Regions from separate parts of the Sus scrofa genome. Here region 2 is linked to region 1. Evidence: chromatin contacts called from public Hi-C data. All regions are on one chromosome and are shown on one strand. Each heading gives the region's core, a stretch centred on a gene start, on an enhancer-like site or on the middle of the called end of the contact. The rest is flanking DNA. Distances are from core to core; before and after follow the strand shown.

Evidence for each region. Hi-C and Micro-C count contacts between places; a contact is called where the count stands out from the background.
Region 2: a Hi-C map of liver shows a contact between it and region 1, with 6 times the contacts expected there. The contact joins the promoter of LARS here to the promoter of TCERG1 in region 1. A contact is called at or near these places in 2 of 5 promoter capture datasets (fetal liver and liver) and 6 of 47 Hi-C or Micro-C datasets (alveolar macrophages, blood, heart right ventricle and 2 more).

What each region holds. Positions count from the first base shown.
Region 1 is chr2:147,787,450-147,792,351 of Sscrofa11.1, forward strand. It overlaps TCERG1 (transcription elongation regulator 1), which reads left to right and starts at 1,776. Exons shown (of 23, transcript XM_003354339.5): 1 at 1,776-1,882. The coding sequence starts at 1,824.
Region 2 is chr2:147,552,502-147,557,164 of Sscrofa11.1, forward strand. LARS (leucine--tRNA ligase, cytoplasmic) reads right to left here and starts at 1,696. Exons shown (of 33, transcript XM_021084961.1): 1 at 1,523-1,696. The coding sequence starts at 1,528.

The sequences.
Region 1 (4,902 bases), core at 526-3,025:
GGAAATGTACTTTCTGTCTCTATGGATTTGCCTATTCTGGACATTTCATTCAATGGACTCATATAATATTTAGCCTTTGATATTTGGCTTCTTTCACCTAGAATAATGTACTCAAGGTTCATCCTATTGTAGCATATGTCAGTACTTAAATTCCTTTTTTATGGCTGAATAATATTCCTTTGTATAGATGACACCATATTTTTAAATCAATTCATCAGCTGTTTGGACATTTTGGCTATTATGAATAATACTGCTATGAATATTTGTGTACAAGTTTTTGTGTACATGTATGTTTTCTTTTTTTAAAATAAAAAAATTTTTTTTGGCAGCACCCAAAAAATTGGAATGTGGAAGTTCCCAGGCCAGGGATCAAACCTGTGCCACAGCAGCGACCTGAGCCACTGCAAGGACAGCACCAGATCCTTAACCCACTGAGTTCCGCACCCCTGGAACTTCTGCAATGATGTTTTCAACTTTCTTGGATCATGGTGTTTAGTAACGGGGCTTCTCTGCCGAACGGTCTTGGGTTTAAGGGTAGGCTGTGTCAGTTATTAGCTGTGTAATTTGAACAAGTTCTTTAACTTCTCTGGCCTCAGTCTCATCTACAAACTGGCTATTCATAGTACCCTCCTATTAGGAGGCCTTTTTATGAGTCCTAAAACAGACAATACGTGGGTAGTAATTAGAACAGTGCTTGGTATGAATGGTTAGGTCTGAGTAATACATTAGTTTAATATTTTATTAGTTTATTGTTTTGAGCGCCGTAACGGCAGAGTTCCTCTTCATTGTGCCTTTGAAACCCCAGTACCTAAAGTCTTTTTTTTTTTTCCTTTTTTTTGGGCCTCCCTGCTGCATATGGAGTTCTGGGCCAGGGATTATATCCGAGCTGCAATCACTGCTGAAGTGGCAGCTGCAGCATGGCTGGATCCTTAACCCACTGGGCTGATGGACCCTGTGTCCCAGCACTCCCACCATAGCACTGATCCCATTGTGCCACAGTAGGAACTCCCCCAGTACCTAAAGTTTTTTTTTTTTTTTTTAATTAAAAAAAAATTCAGAATTCCTTCTGGGTATTAGGATATGCTAATTTCGGACAAATGTGTTTCGAAATTGAAGGACAGATGTTTTAAACTGTAAATTGCCAAGAAGTTTTCTTCCTCCAACTTAATACAGCAACTTATAGCAACTAATTATTTAAAACAACCTAAGAGGTATTCTCTTTTTAAGTATAGTTGACTTACGATGTTGTGCCAATTTCTGCTGTATACGACGAAAGCATTATTTAATAACAGATATAATCTGGTGGCGCCTTAAGACTCCTGATTCTGAAAAGCTGGGAAGGGCTCAATTCCACAGCAACTCTGTGATTGGTTTACGGGTGATCCAGGTCGATTTCTCATTGGCTCACGGGGTGGAAATCGTCTCGGCCTGAGCCAGTACTGCCGGTTTGAGGCCAACATGGCTCCACAATTGGCTTTCCAGGAAGCGGGCAGACACGTGGCCACCGCAGGCTGAGCAGTGGGTGGGAGGACCTAGTTTTGCTTACCGCGAGAGGGCGCCGGCGGTTCCTCGTTGCTAAAGTCTCGTTTCCCGTAAGGCCTTCGAGCGACCAATCAACTGGCTGTCTCCATACCGCTTTCAAAGTCGGCGGGCCCTTTCACCAATCATAAGGCAGATACCACCCTTAGCGCGAGGATGGATGGGAAGTTTGACCAATCATTTCACAGATCTCTGCTCTCTCCGCCTCCCTCACGCGGGATTGACGATCCGTCAGGCCAATAGGAGACGCTGAGGCGGCGGGTGGGTGAACGCGGCCCTCTGTAATGGCGGAGCGTGGCGGGGACGGGGGGGACGGTGAGCGGTTCAACCCGGGGGAGCTCAGGTAAGGGGCCCCGCTCTCCCTCGCATCTCGGCGCTCCGGCGGCCCCGGGGCTGGGCGTGCCGCGCGGAGAGCCGGGTGGAGGGGGGCCGGGGAGCCGCGGCGGCTGCGAGCCAGGACCGCATGGGGTGAGGGGGAAGGGGAAGGCGGCTTGAATGAGCCGGGCCGGGGCTGGGCCGCGGCCTCCTGCGCGTCCCCGGGGCGCTCCCTGCGCGCTTCGCGGGGCCCCGCGCCCCTCGCGGCCCGCGGCCCGCGGGCCGGGTCCGGCCTTCGCGCTTCGGGGCCCCGCCTCGGGCGCGGGCCGCCGCCGCCGCCTCCGCCGCGGCGACCTCCGCCCTCCTCGGGCTCGGCGCGGCCGCGGGCCCGGGTGTCCTCCCCGAGGCCCCGCGCCGCCGCGCCCCGCTGCGCCCTGTCCCCGCCGGCCGCGGCCCGCGCGGTCCCCGTTTGCCCGCTCCCCACTGCCCCGCCTCGCCGGCTCGGCCTGGACTTCGTGCGGCCTGCCTGCCTTTTCGCCCCGGTTCCTCGTCCCGCGTTCGTGCCTGGTAACAATAGCGGGAGCCGTTTGCCGGGCGCCTCCGTGGGCCCGGGAGCCCCTCCTGGGGGTCCCCGCGACCCTCACGCCCGCCCCCGGGGAGGGGGTGCTGATCCCGTGTCCCAGGCCCCAGAGCTGAGCCGTCTTCGGTTAAGTGAGTGCCCCGCGGCAGGCGAGGACCCGGAGCCGCCTGCAGGTGGGGAAGTAGAACCGCGTCGCTTTGGTGGGATGGTGGCCCCGGGAACTGGCCGGGACCCGGGCCGCCGGGCTCGGAGCCTGCAGTCCTCCTCCTCCTCCTCGCGCTGGGTCTGCTCGCGCCGTCGCCCCAAGCAGGGCAGTGACCTTCCTCGCCCTGCTTTCTCACCGCCTGTGGAATTTGTCGTTAACATTTGGTCCCAGTGTCCCGGGGGTACGATGAGTGGGGTTTAAGGAAAATGAGGTCCTGAGTTTTCTGTCTGGTCCTTCCCTCCCCACCACGGGAAAAGGTCGTGCGAGCCGTTCCCCTCCCGTTCTGAATTGTGCCATTGTCAGCGTTTGGGAATGAAAAAGAGCAGAGTAAGTTGGGAGGACTCTAGCATGGTCCAGAGCTCCAGATGGAATTATGTAAGGAAAATGGGTATTGTTAAGATTTCAGGGAGGAAAATCTTGTCTTTGAGATTCTGAGTTGTCAGAAATTGTTAACTCTGGCAGGAATACAGTCTTACTTCTTGGAAGACTCTTAAATCCTTTAAACCCCGTGTGTACACTTGAGTCATGGGTGATCGCACTGCCTTGTCAGGGTCGCGCAGTGTTAGGGTGGAAGGATTATTTCTGATTCTCATCTCCAGAAGGTTCCTTGAGCTGGTCTTAAGGGATTATTTGGGAACATTAGTTTGCATTTTAGAGAGTATTCCTCGTCAGCTTTACAAGGAGTAGCCTTCTAGACTTTATTAATAGTAGTCCAGACGTTGTGCAGGCTTTAAATGAGATGTTGTGTTGTAGGTGTTCCACACCTTAGCCTCTTGGATTGGAAGTCCTCCCAGAGCACGTTGTACGGACCTTCAGTTTAGCACCCCGTGGTTTAAGAGAAATTAGTTGTTCTCCACGGCAGAAATTGGGGCTCAGTTTTTGTGTTTGTGTCCTGAATGTGTTTTGTGGCGTTTCACCATCACGGAGTCTGATGGATAAGGGGTTCAGTGGGTATATAAATAACTGTATCTAGGAGGTTTAGAGATGGCTCACCGCTCACACCTGCATTTATTAAGTGTGTGCAGTGTGAGAGTCACTGAGCCAGGTGCTGGCAGTAGAGTCTTGAACCTGACAAAAAAAACCTTTGTCCCCAAGGACCTTTCATGCTAATTAAGATTGATGTAAATTGTAAACTAAGCACATCAAATAAGGAAATTGGCCTGCAAGTGTGAGGAGACTTAACCAAGATCCCTGACTTATTGACAGGGTCTGGATTAAAGCCTAGGTCTCCCTGCTTGGTGTCTGCCGTATAATTTGCTCCCGTTTATCAGCGTTTAAAATTGTTTTCTCCCCCTGTTATAGTAAAGTAGTTGCAGTCCTCACCATTGGGAAGATTGCATATCTGGGTATAGGACTCCAGGGAAGTACATGTGTTCTTACAAATGTGTGTGTGTGTGTGTTTTGTGGTCATGCAGGTAGGCTTCTGTTTTCCTCACATTTGGAGGTAGTAGGAATGCAAATAATCCACAGCAGACAGAATTTGTGTGGCGATCCAGATGCTGCTAGAACTTGGAGAGTCATATTTGTATAGACCCTTGACCCAAGGCCTTTGTGTAGTTATTACTGCTTCATACCGTATGGCAACGTGCTGTCTGAGTTACCTCCGTGGTACAGTGGGAATAAGAATGTGCTGGTGGTACCACTGACTCGCTTAAACCTTAAACAAGTTCTTTTTCTGTGCTGCCGTTTCCTCTGTAAAAATGGTGCCAAACTTAGCTCATTGGGTTGTCTTGAGGATTCAAGGAGTTAGCAGAAATAATGTCCAAATAACCATGCCTGGTATACAGGAAGTACCCAGGGTTCCCTGTCATTATTAGAACAGTAACGGAACACCTGCCATCCCAGGCACCGGGATGCAGCAGTAGATGGAGGAGAACCTGTGTGCTAGTGGGTAGAGGTGAGACAAGGGCAAGCCAGTAGTGAGAGATTTCCGCGTGGCATTTACCATAGCTGTAAACTCAAATTGGGAAATGAAGGAGAGAGGCAAGGGCTAGAGTGGGAAAGCAGTTGAAGGTGACCGTTGAGCGGAGGCAAAGAGGGAGAGTTGGTTATATAAAGATCTGGGGAGAAGCACGCTGGGCAGAGGGAAGAACACCTGCGCAAGGCTTGAGAGAGTGGAGGAGTTGGTGAGAAAGACTAGGATCTACAGAGAGACCAGCAAAGGCCAGGTTGTGTTCAGCCTGCTAATGGTAATTATAGTAGGTGACACTCCTACTAATATTGATAGCATTTGACACTCACTCATTCTGTCCCTTTTCTGATG
Region 2 (4,663 bases), core at 446-2,945, 240 kb before region 1:
CTAAAGGGATTAAAACTGTCAAAAGTGCTATAAAATAAACATTCCCAGGATATAAAGAAAATTATATTGTTTGCTCTTTTTACAAATTTAATTATAACATAAAAACTAATTTTATATCCATGCTATTCTATGTTTACTATCTTATACTATTGGTAAGGTTTCTCCCAGAAAGAAGTGGAAAACTTTCGTTAAAGGAGTGTGCTTGCAAAATAAATTACCCAATTAGTTTACAATTGCAAACAGTACAGTGATTAAGAGAATGATCTCCAGAATGGGATCAAATGAATTAAAATTCTACTTCTAAAATGAGATCTCACCCCCTCTCTTCTGTTCAGGAACATCACTCCAGCAATAGGTGTCCTCTACAAAAGATCTGCATAAATTTTCCCTTCCTGCAGGGCAACTGCCATAAGCATACAAGCACTATATAATTCCTCCTTTCTTAAAAAAAAAAAAAAAAAAAAAAAAAAAAAAGCCCTCTTTCAACCTTCACCCCCATTCTAGTCTCCTTTGCATAATTCCTCAAAAGAGTTGGCCGTAGCCCCTCCCTTCCCCCCCCCTTTTTTTTTTGGTCCTTTTAGGACCGCACCCGGCGGTACATGGAGGTTCCCAGGCTTGGGGTCCAATTGGAGCTGTAGCCGCCGGCCTACAGCACAGCCACAGCCACGCCAGATCCATCCGTGCCGCCTCTGCGACCTACACCACAGGTCTGGGCAAAGCCGGATCCCTAACGCACTGAGCGAGGCCAGGGACCGAACCTGCGTCCTCAGGGATGCCAGTCAGGTTCGTTTCCACTGAGCCATGCTTTCCTGATCAGCAACCTACGAGGCTTCCCAGGATCTACACCCTCCCAGGGCTCAGTCCTCCACCTCCACCGCCAGGCGACACACAAACACAGGCCGTCCACACCACCTCCCCCGGAGGACCCCTCTGGCCGCACAGCCCGCCCGGTTCCTCACTCGCACTGCTGCCGCCGTCCGGAAAGCTCTTCCTCTGCACAGGTGCACGGCTTACTCCTTACCCGCTTTCGGCCCAAATGCCACCTTCTCAGCGCGGGCTTCTACATGCCCCCTCCCTGCTCTATTCGTTTCTACTGCACAGAGCGGCACCTGACACACTGCACACACATTTTTTTTTTTTAAACCACATACTTCAGAATGTAGCACGCATAAACTAAACACCATGAAGGCAGGAACTTCTGTCTACAAAGAGGCGCTGCGTAATTTTCTGTTTGAAGGAGTCGTCAATGCTCCATACTCCTCTCTCTCCAAATCAGTTTTTAGAACCTTTGGTGAAATAACGCGTGACGTTAAACAGTCTTTAAAGCTAAAAACCTTAGCGCCTCGTCAGCTAGCAAGAAAAGGCACATGCTCACAACGGCCAAGCCTTAAACGCGGGGGGCAAGGCCTCCTTTTTCTTTAGAAAAGGGTTTTCCCTCAGGACAGCGGCTACCACACGGCGCCCCTACACTGGCAAAAGCAGGCAGTCCGGCCGCGCGGACCCTCTTCCCGCCAAAACTTACCGCCATGGCGCCGCCCAGCCGACTGCACAAACCCACGACAGCGACCTCGAGGACCCCCCTCAAAGGAGTGGTTACAACTTCTTCCCTCCCTCTCGCGGGAGTCAGGCCCACCACCTCCCTGAAGCACACGCTTCACACCTGATGAGGCAATCACCGGCTCTCTAACTACCTCCGGGGCCACCTCGTGGCCTGCTGGGAGTTGTAGTTCCCAGAACCCTAGAGCCCACGTCCAGCAGGCACGTATTGACTACATTTCCCAGAGAACAACAAAGCCACCGGAAGTCTAAGTCCAGCCACACACCCCCCCGGGGGGAACCGGTAGTGACGTCACGTGTATGTTGAACTACAAAGCCCATGATGCAGTTCGGGGTCGCAGATCGCTGTGAGCGCGCCCTGAGTGACGTAGAGATCCCGGGCCACCAACCTTTTCACCTTATGGAGCTGGGTTAGGTGGCTTGTCTGGATGCCTGGACGCAAGTTGTAGTCGTCTTCAGGGACTGAGGTGCTAACTATGACATGTTTACGACTGTTGGTGGCATTCAAAATCCAAAAAAATTTTTTTTATTTCTTAGTGAATTTATCACACCTGTAGTTATACAATGATCATCACAATCCAATTCAAAATCCAAAATTTAGACATTTTATAGCCATGTATTAACAATCCTCATTTTTTACATTTTTTTTAAAGGAAAGGGTGGAAACCTACCTGCTCCCAGTGCCCGGCTCAGACTGGTTCATCTTACCAAGACTCTGTTGTCTGAAGTACTGGTTACTAGCCATAAATGGCTATTTAAATTAACCAGTTTAAAATAAAATTTAGGAGTTCCCGTCGTGGCGCAGTGGTTAACGAATCCGACCAGGAACCATGAGGTTCCTCGGGTTCGGTCCCTGCTCTTGCTCAGTGGGTTAACGATCCGGCGTTGCGTGAGCTGTGGTGTAGGTTGCAGATGCGGCTCGGATCCCGCGTTGCTGTGGCTCTGACGTAGGCCGGTGGCTACAGCTCCGATTCGACCCCTAGCCTGGGAACCTCCATATGCCGCGGGAGCGGCCCAAAGAAATAGCAAGAAGACAAAATAATAATAATAAAATAAAATTTTAAATGTAGTTCTTCAGTCGCACTAATGCCACTTTTCATGTAGAAAGTCCACATGGCTAGTTGTTCCATATCCGGACAGCGAGGGTGGATATAAAACATTTCCATCATCAAAGAAAGATTGATTGAAAAGCGCTGATCCAAGATTTTTACTTTCTGGTAGTCAGATTATTACTCTCACCTGCGTTCCTTTATAATTTGTTAACATTTATTAAGCATCTACAAAGCACTTGGAGGAGCTGGGTGTGCCCAGACCAGAAGTGTGTCTTCCTAAAAGAATAAGTGGGTGGGGGGGAGTTTGCCCATGAGGATGAGAGGTCCATTCCTGGCCTTGCTCAGTGGGTTAAGAATCCCAGGGTTGTGGCAAGCTGCAGTGTGGTTTGCTGATGTGGCTTGGATTTAGTGTTGCCACGGCTGTGGTGTAGACCGCAGCTTGCAGCTACAGTTAGACCCTTAGTCCAGGAACTTCCATGTGCTACAGGTGCAGCAGGAAAAAGCATGTAACTGGGTCCCCATGCTGTACATCAGAAAAATAAATAAATACAAAAAAAAAAAAAAACAAGGAAAAAGCAAAAAACTGGGAGAGGGGATTTCTTTAATAAAAATGTTGTTATATATGTGTAATATATATATTATGTTTACATTTTTCAACCACTAGTTTTTATTTCTTTGTTTGTTTGCTTTTTGGCCACACCCTCAGCTTGCAGAAGTTCTAGGGTCAGGGATCCATGCTGATCCTTAACCTGCTGAGCTCCCAAGGAACTCTTGAACCACTAGTTTTGAAATACAAATTTAACGATGGTCTAAAACAATGCCTGGCACATGGTATGGGCTCACTGAAAATTTATTAGATGAAAGGAAGTTAAGAAGGAACTTTAGATTATAGAGAACCTACCAATGGCTCTCCCACCTTTGTGCTCTCACACATAAAAATACTCTCCATCACTTACCACACCCTCCTCCTTTAGCTACTAACTATTTAGACGTCACTCCCTGACAGCCCAGATCTGGGTTGAATGTCCCTTCCTAGATGTTTGCTGAAGCGCTGCCTTCCTCCCCTCCCTTGGGAAAATTATCTTACTGAATTTGAAGTGCCTGTTGGTTTATCGTTAGATGTAAGCTCCATGACAGCAGAGGCTGCCTAGCACATAGTGTCTGGCACATAGTAGGTGCCTTGTAAATACATATTGAATGAATGAAAGAATCCTTATCATCCACAGCTGTTATAACTATAGTTAGGCTTTCCTATTCCAATTCTGCCCTAACCAGTACCATTTGTCATCTTTGACTCATCAGCTTCCAGTCTGCGTCGGTAACTGAAATTGTTCATACAAGAAATATTAAGCACCTGTGAACATGACAGCGAGGTAGGACATAGTAGGGAACACAGGTAACAACACAGACGTGGCCGCCGCCCTCATGGAGCTTACAGTTTAAAGGGCATGTGCCCTTAAAGAAAAAAATAAACAAGTACCTGTGATGACAAAACATGAAAGCTCTACCTATATGCCTCCAACTTCATCCTTACTAATTTTAGAGTTTCAGCGACAACTACTCTTTTTTTCCCAAGGGTCATTTGGTTTTCATTCACTGAACTAATTTGTTGAGCTTTTACTATGGACAAGGCCCTATGCCAGATATTGAAGATACAAGACTTGAACAACGCAAGCACAGTTACCTCGTCCGGAGAGCTTACATCTGCCGGAAGATGCAAACATTGAATCAGTGGGAGCAATGGGAGGACCTGGAAGCGTTGTAAGTGAGGAAGGGACATGGTCCTATTTGTGTCTTGTAAAAATAATTCTCGGCAGTTCCCGTTGTGGCGCAGTGGTTAACGAATCCAACTAGGAACCATGAGGTTGCGGGTTCGATCCCTGCCCTTGCTCAGTGGGTTAAGGATCCGGCGCTGCCGTGAGCTGTGGTGTAGGTCGCAGACGCGGCTGGGATCAGGTGTTGCTGCAGCTCTGGTTAGACCCCTAGCCTGGGAACCTCCATATGCCACAGGAGCGGCTCTAGAAAAGGCAAAAAAAACAAAACAAAACAAAAAA